Linked DNA regions of Ovis aries: region 2 is linked to region 1. A link is a contact called in public Hi-C data. All regions are on one chromosome and are shown on one strand. The core of a region is the stretch at or near the end of the contact, and the rest is flanking DNA. Distances in the headings are between cores, read along the strand shown.

The links. A called contact is a pair of places that touch in the nucleus more often than the background predicts.
Region 2: a contact with region 1 is called in a Hi-C map of hypothalamus, with 5 times the contacts expected there. The contact joins the enhancer-like site here to the promoter of CAPN2 in region 1. A contact is called at or near these places in 7 of 16 Hi-C or Micro-C datasets (blood, hypothalamus, liver and 3 more).

What each region holds. Positions count from the first base shown.
Region 1 is chr12:26,315,212-26,319,540 of ARS-UI_Ramb_v3.0, forward strand. CAPN2 (calpain 2) reads left to right here and starts at 2,704. Exons shown (of 21, transcript NM_001112817.1): 1 at 2,704-2,940. The coding sequence starts at 2,704.
Region 2 is chr12:26,477,824-26,482,342 of ARS-UI_Ramb_v3.0, forward strand. No RefSeq gene overlaps it. Among named protein-coding and RNA genes, the nearest start is that of TP53BP2, 38 kb to the left of the region's middle. Within about 2 kb of position 3,163, at least 6 of the 54 cell types and tissues checked have an H3K27ac peak or open chromatin away from gene starts, as enhancers often do. A contact at or near this core is called in hypothalamus, where this site is marked.

The sequences.
Region 1 (4,329 bases), core at 1,454-3,953:
AGAAAAGGCAGAGGAACCAGAGATCAAATTGCCAACACCTGTTGGATCACTGAAAAAGCAAGAGAGTTCCAGAAAAAGGTATATTTCTGCTTTATTGACTATGCCAAAGCCTTTGACTGTGTGGATCACAATAAACTGTGGAAAATTCTGAGAGAGATGGGAATCCAGACCACCTGACCTGCCTCTTGAGAAACCTATATGCAAGTCAGGAAGCAACAGTTAGAACTGGACATAGAACAACAGACTGGTTCCAAATAGGAAAAGGAGTACGTCAAGGCTGTATATTGTCACCCTGCTTATTTAACTTATATGCAGAATACATCATGCAAAATCCCAGGCTGGATGAAGCACAAGCTGGAATCAAGATTGCCGGGAGAAATATCAATAACCTCAGATATGCAGATGACACCACCCTTATGGCAGAAAGTGAAGAGGAACCAAAAGGCCTCTTGATGAGGGTCGAAGTTGAGAGTGAAAAAGTTGGCTTAAAACTCAGCATTCAAATAAATAAGATCATGGCATCTGGTCCCATCACAGAAAATAGATGGGGAAACAATGGAAACAGTGAGATACTTATTTTCTTGGGCTCCAAAATCACTACAGATGGTGACAACAGCCATGACTAATAGATACTTGTTCCTTGGAAGGAGAGCTATGACAAACCTAGATAGCATATTAAAAAGCAGGGCCATCATTTTGCCAGCAAAGGTCTATATAGTCAAAGCAATGGTTTCTTCCAGTAGTCATGCATGAATGTGAGAGTTGGACCATAAAGAAGGCTGAGCACCGAAGAACTGAGGCTTTCAAACTGTGCTGTTAGAGAAGACGCTTGAGAGTCCCTTGGACTGCAAGGAGATCAAGCCAGTCAATCCTAAAAGAAATCAATTCTGAATATTCATTGGAAGGGCTGATGCTGAAGCTGAAGCTCCAATACTTAGGCCACCTGATGCAAAGAGCTGACTCATTGGAAAAGACCCTGATGCTGGGAAGGATTGAGGGCAGGAGAAGGGAGTGACAGAGGATGAGACGGTTAGATAGCATAACCGACTCAATGGACATGAGTTTGAGAAACTCCGGGAGATGGTGAAGCTTGGTGTGCTGCAGTCCATGGGGTCACAAAGAGTCGGACAGGACTTAGGGACTAAACAACAAAGAGACAATGGGACACAGAGAGGTATCTGATCTCTAGGCCTCGAAGGTCCCCACCACACTGAGCCTATAATCTTTGCAGATATCTCTGGTGATTGCTGTGTTCTGGAAACAGGTCCTTTATCTAAATTCTTCAGGCCATTATCAGGAAGGTCAGTTTCTTCCTGAGTCTCCTGGGCCTCCATTGTTTCCAGCTCAAAATAATCCACATGCCAAATAAGACATTTTGAGGTGGCAAATTTTGCTTCCTTAAATAAGAAATGATTTTTTAGTATGCCGCCATTCACTGTTTGGAACATACCTATAGTGAAAAATCATTAGTGTTTACTTGAAATTCAAATTTAGCTGGGTGTTTTACTGAATGAAACTTCGTGTGCCCGACACCCAGTGAGGCCAAACAAATCGAAACAGTTTGGAGCAGAGGAAGGTTTATTGCAGGGTCATGCAAGGAGACCGGGGTGTCTCATTGTTAAAAAGCCCTTAACTCACTTAAGGAATTCAGCAAAGCACCTTTAAAGGCAAGCTGAAGGAGGGGCATGGTTAGCTGTTGCAAACTTTTTGGTGTTGGAATCCTTTCTTAGCTGTCCATGTAGGTCAGGTCAAGATGTTCCCATAAACTTTCAATGAAACAAATGTTATTCTCTGTTCCCCAACTTTTTATCTCTATGTGAATGGACTCTTTTAGGTCAGAGCCCTGAGACTAGGCTCCCCTATATATTTCAGGCTATAGGCAACATTTTTTTTTTTTTTTAACAAAAGGTGCAGAACCAGCATGAGTAAGCACAGGCAACACAACAGATCTAATATGGAATCAGATTTGTTCTTCCCTGTTACAGGTGGATGTATTTTTATTTGCCAAATCTGACCCTGCTCTCTGTGATCGTACAGCTAACTAGTAGCAGTGTGTAGCCTTCTGATTGTAACACGCCTCTGGTAACTTGGAATCCTTGTTCCGCCCCAAATTAGCTGAGCAACACTGGGTGATGTCATCTAACCTCTCAGTTGCTCAGTTTTCCCATCTGTCCAATGGAGTCTATAGCAGAGAAACCACCTTCTTACAGAGCTGATTTCGTCTCCTCCAGCTCTCTCCCCTTCTAACTCACAGGGTGTTTCCTGGAGAGTCAGGATAGCCCCAGCCTTGGGTTTCCGCCAGCCTTCTCCTGCAAGTGGGAAGCCGGCTAAAGTGAGACTGGATTTGAGTCCCCGCTTTTCCACCGGGATGCCCTGGGTGCTCGCAGCCGGCCCGCTCGGCCATCCCGGGCGCCGTCCGCAGGTGGCAGCACCGGCCCCGCGGGCCGCCGCCGTCCGGCTGGCGCTGTGCAGGCCGCGGGCCGCCAGGGTCCCGGGTGGGGCGCCGAGCAGGCCGGGAGCGGCCAGGCCACGCCCGCAGGGCGGAGGGCGCCGCGGGACCCGGTGAATCATCGCCGGCGGCGGCCGCTCACAGTCCCGCTGCCGCGCGCCGGGCCCTGGCCGCGCCCCTGCCGAGCGCCGCTCATCGCCGCAGCCGAGACCCTCGCTCGCTCGCCCGGCGGCAGCGCGGGCACCGGGCCAACCATGGCGGGCATCGCGGCCAAGCTGGCCAAGGACCGGGAGGCGGCCGAGGGGCTGGGCTCGCACGAGAGGGCGGTCAAGTACCTCAACCAGGACTACGCGGCGCTGCGGGACGAGTGCCTGGAGGCCGGGGCGCTGTTCCAGGACCCCTCCTTCCCGGCCCTGCCTTCCTCCCTGGGCTTCAAGGAGTTGGGACCCTACTCCAGCAAGACCCGGGGCATCGAGTGGAAGCGGCCCACGGTAGGGAGCGCGCCCGGGGCGGGATGCGGGGCCCGGAGGCGCTGCGGCCCGGCCTCCGAGCTGGCGAGAACGCGGCCCCGCGCGCGGGGAGCCGCGGGAGCGCGGGGAGCCGAGCCCCGCGGCCCGGAGCCCGACCCGGGGCTCCGCTGGCGCGGGGTCGCCCGCGTCCCATCTGCCACCCACGGGGCCCTTAGGACGCGCCGAGGTGCACACTGCCCACATATGGCACTAGCAGGCCCGCCGGCAAAAACTCTCAAAAACGCGGGTGACATAAGGGGGCCTGAAGGAAACTTCTTGGACTCTGCCGGGCGGGCCCGAGAGAAGGGAGGCCGCGGGTGGGGGCGGGCGGGAGACCGGGGCGTGGGTGTTACGGAATTTCGCGGGGGAAGTCGGCCTCTAACTTGGTTCTCTCTGCTTCAGGGAGAAAGTCCACGCATAGCCTGGACGTTTGTGACTAGGGATCGTCTTTTGAAGTGATGGTTAGATTTATCCACGCAGTTTCCTGTTTATTTTTCCAGATGGGAACTGGCAAGACAGCTCCCTGTAGTATTTACCCTGGTGATTATCAAAAGGACAGGGGAGATGCAGCCAGGAGCCGCTTCCTTCTCCTCACCCCGGAATCTCCCGGCCTCCTCTGAGCTCCCTTTTCCCACCGGCCCCGGATCTCTGTCCTCCGTGCCCTGGCAGGCCTTGGGTGCAGTTTGCTTCCCTGATCAGTTTGTACATCCTGTGTCCCTGGGATCCCTCCTGGCCCCACCTCCTATGGGACAGACACCTCTCTGGCCTTCCCCCACCACACCCCAAGGAGGCCTCCTGGGAAATCCAGCCTCTAGATTCCTGTTAGGAAAATAAGCATTCCTGTCCTGCTTACCCCACCCCACCCCCCGAACCCCCACCCCCACCCCCATCAGCTGGTCACCTTCTGTTACCCCAAACCCAGCCTGCAGGCAGCAAGTGCAGTAGGAGGTACCCTTGGCCCAGAGCACTTGAGTTCATTTCTTGCTAACTTGAGTGAGCTGTTTAACCTCTGTGCCTCCATTTCTTTATCTAAAAGAGAGAGTTTCCTCTCTCCACTGACTCACCAAGCCCAGCACCTTTTAGTTTCTCAAGGGCACCCTGCTCTTTCCTGCCTCACTGGCCAGAGATGCTCTTTCTTAGTTTTCTGGAATCTGGCTCACTCATTCTTTGGGACTTAGGTGTCTCCTCCCCAAAGAGATTTTGTCCTGACCATTCGTTGCAGCCCCCCTTCTCATCTTGTCATTCTTTATCATGAACTTTATCATGCTAATTTCCTTTACAGCATTTCACAGTTCGTACACATAATTACATGTATTGGTTTGTCCTTCCTACTGAACTGCAGGGACCTGTGTGTATTGTTCACCAGTCAAT
Region 2 (4,519 bases), core at 1,913-4,412, 160 kb after region 1:
TCCTTCTCAAGGGCCATAGATAATATTCTGCGCCATGTCCTGTGAGCTGTCTTATAGATACTGAAACCCCCACCAGGTGGAAGAAGTTAACTACGTGATGACCAGGCTGTACCCACGACATAAGCTGCCCCAATTCCAAGAACTGGCCTCAAAGAAATGGAAACAAACTGCCCCTGGAAGTGACGATGAGCTGTACCTAAAACAATCAAGATGACGCTGGTCAGACTGCCAATGACAGATTTCAAGGCAACCGTCAGAGCTGACTGCTCTCTCTGCACGTAGCCCCCTCCCTCGGCCTACAAAAGCTCTTGGCCCACGGTTGTCAGTGGCAGACAGTTGGCCTTTGGACAGACGTCTTCCCTCCCCACCAGCTGCCAGCATCTGAAATAAAGCAAACTTTCCTTCCCACCAACCTGGCTTGTTTATTGGCTTTTGAATGGTGAGCAGCCGGACCCCACTTTTTGGTAATAATTTCACATATTTAATTTCATATAGCTTAAAATTCTGTAGGAAAATATGGTGGACAAAGACCAAAGACAAGCAAGAAACGAAAGAAAATATTTACAACACATAAGACAAAGAACTGATTTCTTTAATATTTAAAGAATTCCTATATATTAAATTTGAAAGCCCGATAAAACATAAAGAACAAGAAGAGATATGTAGAACAGATAAATCCATAGACAGGAGATAGACTAGTGGTTGCCAGGGACTGCCTGGGGGAAAGGGGAGTGAGGAGTGGCTGCGCTGGGTATGGGACTTCCTTCCAGGATGATGAAAGCATTTTGGAACTTGACAGAGGTGGTGGTTGCACAATATTGGAAATACACCAAATGCCACTGGACTGTTCACCTTAAAATGGTTAATTTTGTGCTATATGAATTTCACACCAAAAAATTATGTTTTAAAAAGAAAACAAAAGATGTTTCTCAGAAGAGGAAAAAACAGGTGGCTTCTTAATTTATCAAAAGCTACTTGACCTTACTTATAATGTTAAATATGCAAATTAAAAATTCTCTGTGGGGAGGGAACTGACAATAGCTATCAATTTTCAAATTCATATCTCTAACCCAGCAATTCCTTTTCTAAACATTTAAACTCGCAAGTGAATGTAAAACACAGATACTGGGATATTCACTGCACTACTGTTTATAGTGATGAAAGCGAACGTTGCTCAGCCATGTGCAACTCTTTTCAACCCCATGGATATACACACAGTCCATGTGGCATTCTCCAGGCCAGAATACTGGAGTGGGTAGCCTTTCCCTTCTCCAGGGGATCTTTCCAAACCAGGGATCAAGCCCAGGTCTCCCGCATTGCAGGTGGATTCTTTACCAGCTGAGCCACAAGAGAAGCCCAAGAATACTGGAGTGAGTAGCCTATTCCTTCGCCAGTGGATCTTCCTGACCCAGGAATCAAACCGGGGTCTCCTGCATTGCAGGTGGATTCTTTAGTAATAGAAGTTTGGAAATAAAATGAATGCACACCCAAAGGACACTGTTGAATAAATTATGATATAGCCAGGCAATGAAATACCATGCAGCTGTTAAAACAATGAGACAGGTCAAACATCTTGATATGGAAAGATTTCCAAGATATAGCATAGAATTTAAAACTAGGCAGGAAACTAAATCATGTGTATGTAGTTATTCTCAGTATTTAAAAACAAAAACACATGTTTAAATGTGTAGTTTTGCTACTCACAGACTTGCTGTGCTGTGCTCAGTCATGTCTGACTCTCTGTGATCCCATGAACTGTAGCCCCCCAGGCTCCTCTGTCCATGGGATTTTTCTCAGCAAGAATACTAGAGTGGTGCCATTTCCTCCTCCAGGAGATCGTCCTGACCCAGAGATTGAGCCCAGGTCTCCTTCACTGCAGGTGGATCCTTTACCCCTGAGCCACCAGGGAAGCCCATTTAAATGTATAAATACAAATATATACATGTTTTTATACTTAGACTATATCTGGGGAATATTAAAAAAAAAACCAAACAAACCATGAACAGTGGTTGGTTCTGGGAAAAGAAATTGGGAGACTTGGTGAAGGGTGGATACTTTCTTTTTACTTATACTCTATGAATACTTTTGGATTTTATTAACCTATTTGAGAGTAATGAATTATTTAATTTCAAACAGCTTCTTCCCAAGAAAAATGCAACTTATAAATTTTGATGAAAATTGAAAATCAGGAATATAAAAGACGTAAAACATAACATCAACAAAATATTTTTTGAAAAAACAAATAATGTTGGTGGTCAGATTTTCTGTAATGAAGGGTCAGAGCCAGTGAGTCATTTTCAGACAGTTAAGTAGAAAAGAGGTAATTATTGCCAGGGAGGGCCAACTCGTGTTACTAAAGAAAGAAAAAAAGGTTTAGGCAAAGCAGAAAACATACCATCAAAGATGAAAACCTGCAACTTTCAAAATGGTTCTATCATTCAAATGGTGTCTGAGCACTTTTCCCCAAAGCTGATATGTATTGGCTAAAATACATCTCTTATCCTACCTAATCTTTCAGAAGAAGCAAGTTCACAGTCAATTGAATAGAGAAGGTGGCAGGTCATACATAATGCAGGAAAGGCGAGGGAGTATTTTTCAGCTTCACAAGATACCAGCAACTTATTTTTTATCAGAAATTAGAGGCTTCAGGGAAAGCAACACTTGAAAAACTTTTTTTTTTTCCTGTAAAGTCACCTGGCAATATATAACAAATTGTAATGAATTGTAAAATCACTTATAATGAATTATAAAATCATTCTTTTATCCTTTAGTTCTGCTTTGGCTCAAAATGCTCGTGTTCTTACTCCTGCTATTTCTAATAGTGAAAACATGTGAAATGCGCTGAAACAATATTTAACTTTCTAAAATGTATGCATGTAGACAGTACTAATTTGAATATGTGAAATAACAATGAATTAAAAACAGAACACCAAATAGTAGATAAACATTTGTTATAATTACATACGCCTGTGTAGAGGAATTGTCAAAGATTTTTAAAAATGAGTGTGGAGGAGTGGAAACAATTTATAATGAAGTCTTCATTAGGTTTTGGTTGAACGGTTGCTTCAGGTCTCAAGACAGAATCCATCCATCTGATCGACATTGCAAGTGAACAGGGTGGAGCAGATGGGCACAGCAATAGGTCAGTACCAGCAGAGGGGAGAATTTCTCAGTTGGGTTACCCGCCTTTGGCACCAAGGGCAGTGCAGCTGCCTGTGCACACCCAAGGGAGAATATGGCCACCTGGTGGCTGCATTGGAGAATTACACTTCAGTTGATTCCAGGAAGTTAGAGGTAGCAAGACAAGCTAAGTAGGACTTGGATTGACCGCCTATTTCTGGTCAGCTTTCCATGGGCACAAAAGCACCTTACTGGCTCCTGATTTAGCGTCACTATTTCCTATAAATCTTATTGCTTCTGCTCATCTTCACCACGGTTCTCAATCACTTTATCACCCTCAAGCAATACAGCTCTCTCTATTATCCTTCCCGTGGAAATGTCACATGTAGGATACATTAAGACTGTATATGAGTGATACAGATTTAGTACTTAATGACAAGAAAACCACCCCTTTGCCCTAGCACATTCTCTAATTCATCTTCAGAAACACAGCAATGTATTTTATTATTAAACATAATAAAGTAGCGCTTGATTCCCAAAGATAAATACACTTTATGAGGGGGTTGGGAAAATGGATGGAGTGGGAGGTTGCGGTTGGCAGATGGAAGCTTTTATACACAACCACTAAGCCCACACCCCTAGGCCCATGCTGCACAACAAGAGAAGCCACCGCAGTTAGAAGCCCGCATACCAAAACGAAGAGTTGCCCGCCGCTGTTTGCAGCAACTCGTGAAAGCCCAAGAGCAGCAATGAAGACCCAATGCAGTCAATTAAAAAAAAAAAAAAAACACGAAAGACAGACCTTAAAAAGACAGGAAATTCTCTCTGGAAAGGAGCTTCTGAATGTTGACATCTGACTACCTTAGCTTTTGTTTGATTACTCTTTCTACTGACCTCAACTTCCCAATGACTCAGCTTTTCATTATGCATCATCAAAGTACATGGATAATAGCAGGAGCTCAATAAACAACAGTCCCTTCCCTTCTCATCCACCTGAACTGGCACACTTGTGTAAAATCCGGAAGTATGAGCAGGATGGCAAGCACCAGTCACACAGGACGTGAAGTTGGGAGAGGTGAGTGTGTGTGTCTGGCGGGGCAGCGGGGGTCAGGTCCACTCTTCAGGTCCATCTACAGCTTTGATGAGTCCCAGGACCTGAGCACACTCTCTCCACTCAAAGGTGGGGAACCCATCAACCCTCTAGTTGATCTCCTCCCAGCCTCAACGTGTTTCAAATCCTCTTCCCTGAAATCCATCCTGTTACAGCACTACAATTATTCACTTTTTCTGAACTAATTGAAAACGGGAAGATGCGCACAAAGAGAAACTTGTAAACAGACACACAAAAAACTCCAGAGAAAGTATGACATTAGTCTAAGAAGTCCTCCAACTTAAGTGG